2 separate regions of the Gossypium hirsutum genome follow, and region 1 is linked to region 2. Evidence: chromatin contacts called from public Hi-C data. All regions are on one chromosome and are shown on one strand. Each heading gives the region's core, a stretch centred on a gene start, on an enhancer-like site or on the middle of the called end of the contact. The rest is flanking DNA. Distances are from core to core; before and after follow the strand shown.

The links. A called contact is a pair of places that touch in the nucleus more often than the background predicts.
Region 1: a Hi-C map of fibers shows a contact between it and region 2, with 2.2 times the contacts expected there. The contact joins the enhancer-like site here to the promoter of LOC107956680 in region 2. A contact is called at or near these places in 10 of 34 Hi-C or Micro-C datasets (anther, callus, fibers and 2 more).

The regions. Positions count from the first base shown.
Region 1 is chrD07:19,067,685-19,070,614 of Gossypium_hirsutum_v2.1, forward strand. LOC121219457 (DDT domain-containing protein PTM) reads left to right here. Exons shown (of 9, transcript XM_041097662.1): 7 at 142-170; 8 at 332-946; 9 at 1,082-1,899. The coding sequence ends at 1,227. Among protein-coding and RNA genes, the nearest start is that of LOC121219457, 11 kb to the left of the region's middle. Within about 2 kb of position 1,662, at least 3 of the 9 cell types and tissues checked have an H3K27ac peak or open chromatin away from gene starts, as enhancers often do. A contact at or near this core is called in fibers, where this site is marked.
Region 2 is chrD07:19,000,454-19,003,637 of Gossypium_hirsutum_v2.1, forward strand. It overlaps LOC107956680 (protein GAST1), which reads right to left and starts at 1,638. Exons shown (of 4, transcript XM_016892256.2): 1 at 1,495-1,638; 2 at 1,152-1,202; 3 at 1,038-1,071; 4 at 403-828. The coding sequence starts at 1,563. The coding sequence ends at 647.

The DNA.
Region 1 (2,930 bases), core at 412-2,911, 67 kb after region 2:
GTTTAAATAGATGTTCAAGCATACGCATTTTCATAGTTAATGGCCTTATACTTAATGGGTCGTTGTTCCTTAACTATTTCATTTAATTAACTATGTTTATTGTTTTTGTTTTGTTTTCTTTTTTTATTATCAAATTGGCAGGGAAGCTGTCTGCTGTCAGTATTGTAAGGGTAAGTGGTGCTCTTCTATATTAAAGTGTATTCAATTTGTTTTTATTTTTACAAAGTGATGCTCTGCTTGCTTGATGGTATTGCTTTAATGAGCTTCTAACTCCACAGGTGCTTTTCTTTACATATATTTCACATTTCTAATTAGGTTGATATAATTTCAGGGTTTTTTCATAAGAGGCATGTTAGAAAGTCTGCTGGTGCTATCATTGCTAAGTGTGCGTATACATGTCATCGCTGCTTAGGTGACAAGTCAAATGTCAATGTTAAAAAAGGGGGAAATATCATGAAACCTAAGGGCGACACAAAGGGGCAGAAGACGATCACAAAAACTGCAAGGAAATTGCCACAAAAAGGTAATAGGGCCAATGAAAAATCACTGGCAGTTCGAATGTCACTGCGTTCACGGAAGGATAAAAAGGGTGCTGCTGCTGTGCCACTGCGCCGATCACCTAGGAAAATAAAATACATTTCTTTGCAAAAGAAAAAGCCTGGTAGGTGCAAGAAAGGCAAAAAGAATTCAAAGAAGAAAGCAACTAAGAAGATAAAGGAAATTACTTGGCAGAGGAAGAGGACAAGGGCTTACCATAGTTACTGGCTTAATGGTCTTCAGTTGTCTAGTAAGCCAAATGATGAGCGGGTGATGCAATTTCAAAGAAAAATGGTTTTTGATCCTTCCGAGCATAAGATTGCCTCCCCTGATCCACCCAGATGTTTTCTTTGTTGTGAATCAGGATATGCATCTAATTCAAACTATATCGCATGTGAAATTTGTGAAGGTAATTAATTTTCAGCATTTTTATATCAGTTCACTGTAGGCGACTGCCTATTATTATAGACATTGACTACTGATGCTTGAAAATTTTTCCTCCTTTATACTTTTTCATAATATTCCTGTCAATTAATTTATGCAGAATGGTTTCATGGAGATGCTTATGGGCTTAATTCAGAGAACAAAAGCAAGATGATTGGATTTAGGTGTCATGTCTGCCGTAAGACGATCCCTCCTGTCTGTCCGAATATGATGGCCACAAGAGTTGATGAAATCTCTATTGGCTGAGTTGCACAATGGTGTTAGTACTTGGGACTGAATCTTCTGAAGAACATGGCACCCTCTCCCTATGTCATGTTAATTAAAAAACAGTCTACCAAGTGAAACTCGTCAAGGTTCATTGGCAAACGGGTGCTTGCATAAGGAGTAATTATTTACTAATTTGGGTACAAGTCAGAGTCCCATCATGGATTATAAATTGGGACTACTTGATGAGAATCAGAGTATAGATGCATGACAAATTTTAACATTGATTTGAAACCATATACACTAACATTAACATCTGATGAGAAAGTTAGGTTTGCAAGATAGTAGAACCAATACAGGACATGATGCAACTGCAATTGTGGCGGATGAGGCAAAGTGGCATTCCCGTGATGTTCTGCAGTATTTGATCAAAGGATACCTTAGATCATGACAGGTACCTGGATGTTCTGGACCAAACCAGTTGGAAGTCAGGTTGCAGATGGAGCTTCTGCTGAGTGTCATCCAGATAAGTTAGCATATCTGTTGAATTGTTAGATGATGGGGCAAAAACAACTTAGGGTAGATTTACAGTCTAACAGTTAATTGGTGTAACAAGACCTGGATTAAGTGGTAGGGCCTTGGATTTGTTTGTAGGACGAGAGTTACATGTAAATTTTCTGATGTAGAAATCATGGAATACTTTTAATCGGCGCATAGGAATGATTCATTTCCAAACAGAAGTTTAAAAGTTTATTAAAGTGGTAATCCATAGAAAGATAGGTATCAAACATGTTTTCTTGTTTTCATTATTAAAAACAAATTTTTATTTTTATCTATCATATGCATTTTTCAAATTTCAAAAAAAAAAAGAAAAAAGAAAAACCTGAATAAAACATTTGCAGCGAAAAGAAAAAGGAAGGGGGAGAGCGGGTCGACTTGGCGCAATCCTCTTTTCGGATTAAACCATTCCGATTTTGGCACCATTGATGAGGATAGGAATGGTGACACCCACATTTCAGAAAAACCTTTTTTTTTTTTTGAAGAGTTTGATAATAAAAAAAAAACTCCACTTTGTCATAGGCCTTTTTGCCAAATCAAGTTTCATTACAAAGGCTTCTTTTTTGTCTCTTCTTTACTTTTTAAAGAATTAAGCATAGGCTAAATAAGGATATATGCTATTTTTTTTTATTTGGCCTTTTAGGCCGTTATTTTTTTAAATTATAGGTTGTTTTTGGGGAAAGAACTTGACACGTTTTCCTGTCATCTAAATTGAAATCATGCCCAATCAGACGCACTTTCCACCAACGATCATTTAATTAAACATTAACGGTAAAATTTTTTAAGGGCCAACGGTAATTATATTTCTAGTTGAATACCAGATCATTTTTCATTCTTTTCACTGAAATTTAATTCTTTCAATTCTTTTTAAACTCTCAACTCTCTCAATTTTCTCAAGTTTTGTTCTAACTTTTTTGATATGCTTGTTTAAAAATATTATAGTTTTATTTAATTATTTTGTATATTATTCATTTCGATTAAATTTTCACGAATGACAATCTTTCTAATTCATTTCGAAGACAAGTACATTTTTACCACTCAAGCGATAATGGTGGAATGTGCGCCTAGCTAGGTGTGCTTTCTTGCTACGTCAGCAGAGAAGCTTGCCTAGCTGGACGAGGTTTCACTAACATTTGATAAAACCTAAAAAAAAGTACCTAACTTGGACAATTTTTTGGCAGATTTGA
Region 2 (3,184 bases), core at 388-2,887:
TTTACAGGAGGGATTGTAGCTCTTACATAGATTCATAATTTAACTCTACTTTTGTTTAGACGATTAAATCATTAGTGAAATTACTGAATATTTAATGCTAAAAATTTATTTCAATGCTTTTTTAAAGTAATTAAGAACAAAAATGCTAAAAAAAAAAACAATCAAATTTCAAGAGACATTACTGATTGAATAAAAAGAAATTATAGTGGAGTGGTAAAAATAGAAAAACATTGGTAACTAAAATAACTGTCTGTGCAAATTACCCAATTTTAAAAAAAAATTAAAATTTTTTAATAAATTGCCTGTAATTACACATATTTATACAATAAACATATATCAAACACAAACCCATAAAATAACCCAAATTTCTCATAAAATGAAATGATATCACTGAAAAATGAATAGAGAAATCTAGTTTACTAATTCATTTTCATATTAGTTGAGTTACAAAAAAGTAACCATAACACTTCCCATCATTTAGATACCTTACCCAAATACCCAAATTTAAATGCAAAGCACATACTTCCTTTAAAAGGAAATACTAGTACAATTTACCATCATTTAGGGAAAAAAGAAGAAGATCAATGGCCTATAATTGGATTATTCAGCACTTTAACTAGAGAACAACATAGATATAGTTAGGAATCTAAGGGCATTTGGGGCCTCCTCTCTTGGTCTTCCAATTGTTGTAGCAAGGGCAAGATTGTTTGTTGCCGTAAGTGCCTGGAGGCACACACAAGCACTTGGCACAACACTTTTGGCAGAAGAACATGCATGGTTTCTTGTATGCTGTAGCTGAGCATCTCTGTGTGCATCTTGGACCACACTCTGCGTTGTTGTATAGACGAAGATATATTATTGTGTATGGGTGAGAAAGGGTCCAAAACCGTGTGCAAGTATGTAAGAAAGATCCGTTGTTGGAAATTATCTATCTTGTTTGGATTTTAGTGGCGGAGAAATTTAATGATATTCGATAACATTTGCAACTCTTTTGAAACTTATACCAAATTAGATAATTAGAACTGTTTTTAACTCACCTTGAGGACGAAGGCTCCCTTGGGTGGCACCATACTGCATTTTACATTGCAAAACCAATTAATACAAAAGGTTAAAGACAAAACAAAGCTTGAGGTTGGATAAGTTTTCAGTACCATTCCATTTCCATGGTTGCCTTGTCTTTGTTTTTGAGAAGGGCTTGATGCCTAAACAAAAATAGAGATGCCAAAAAATCAAACCATAGCTTAAAATGAAAGTACAATTTTGGCATATATTTGTCTATTGCATAAAATTTATGGGTGTTTACTTTTGTTAGTACTAATAAGAAAATTATTATACCATATACAGATATTATTATTAAAACAAAAGTGAAGTGATTTAAGACTAAATTATGAAATTATAATAAGTTTAATTTATATATGTCAAACAGATTGTGTGCCAATTTCCCATATAGTAAGAGGATTAAAATGAAAAAAGAGGCGAGTAATAGTAGCATACCTGGATTTCTCCAAGTAAAGCAAGTACTAAGAGAAAACATAACATAACAATGACAAGTGATTTAGCCATTTGAAGATGATGAAAGCTATGAAAATGGGGAAAGAAAAAAACAGTTAAAAGAAGAAGAAGAAGAAGAGAGATTGATGATTAGAAAAGTGGGGAAGGTGAGGGTATTTATAGGATGGTACCATGCTTGCTTGCTACTTGTTACTTGCCGTTTTCCACTAAATTCATTTCATATGGATCACACAGTTTCCACCCTCCAAATAAAAAAATTGGTTTAATAATAATAATACAAAGTTTGAGGTTATGATCCTGAACAATGGTTAATTCACTGTAAGTTCAAGAATTAAAATAGATTGAATTATTATATTTAGAGTAAAAAATTATATTATACCTTAATTATATTATATATGCTAAGTTATAGTACACCTCTCATGTATGTGGCAAAATATTATGTAAAATATATATTCATAAAAAATATATATTAAAATTAAATGAGGTTTTAATTGAAATGATGAAGTCGAGGTTTTAGGATGTTGGTCAATGTTTCTGGAATCGGGTCGATGGTCAAACCATTCTAACTATCAATTCTCGGATTGGCTAGTTCAAATCAAATAAATTATTAAAAAAATATAAAATTATGTTCAGCCATTTGTTTTTTAGCCTAGTTTAACAAGTTTGTAAGTCAATAGGGTTTTTTGCCCTCTCTTTAGATCATACCTCGACCAATATGTAGTTCAATTGGTCCAATTGGTAATCCTACCTGATTCTGAAACTACTAGTGGTGCCTTAGGTTCAAAACCCTTAGTCATCATTTATGGATTTATTTTGAGTTTTAAACAGAATGATTTTTTAAATAATTTTTCAACAAAATTAATATTTAATTGATTAGTGACATTAACAAAATCAATAGCTTAAATAGTGTATAAATCAATTCCGACCTATGTAAGCCTAAATAATGTTTTACATGATCAGATTGAGTTCAAATATTTTCTCATATTTTATGATAAGTCGGACTTAAACACTTGTATATTTGTTAATATGAGATTGGATCTTATCTCTATGGGTCTGCAATCATCAAAGACACCTATAATTTGAAAGGGTAACATAGTCGATGGAATCAAGAAACAAAATAGGGATTAAATGAAAAAGTAAAAACATTAGAGGAGAGAGTGAAAAAATAGAAATAAAGTAAGAAGTCGTCATTTTTCATTTTGATGCATAAAGTTAATCATTCTAAATTAGAAGAGAGAGAACGAGAGAAGATTCTATAATAATTGAAATTATTCAAATTTTTTAAAAATTTCATTTACTCCCTCTCATTTAATAAACAAAAAGAATTTTTTGTTAAAATTTTAAAATTTCCTTCCACGCATACGTATGGAATATATATATTTTCTATCATTCTAATTTACTATCCTTCAATTTTTTATCTTTCTAATTTTCTTTAAAAGTTTTAATATTAGAATGGAAGTAGGAAAAAGAAAACATCTCCCAACACTAAAAATTTCCATTCTCAAGACATTTGACATTAAAACTTTAGTTAAAATTAGCTACTACGTACAATTAGCGCCAGTTTAGCATTATTTTTTAGAAGTATTTTTAGGACAAAAAAACACTTTTGAAATAAAAATATTATTAAACAAAATACTTTTGAGACAAAAAATACTTTGTAAAAGTATTTTTA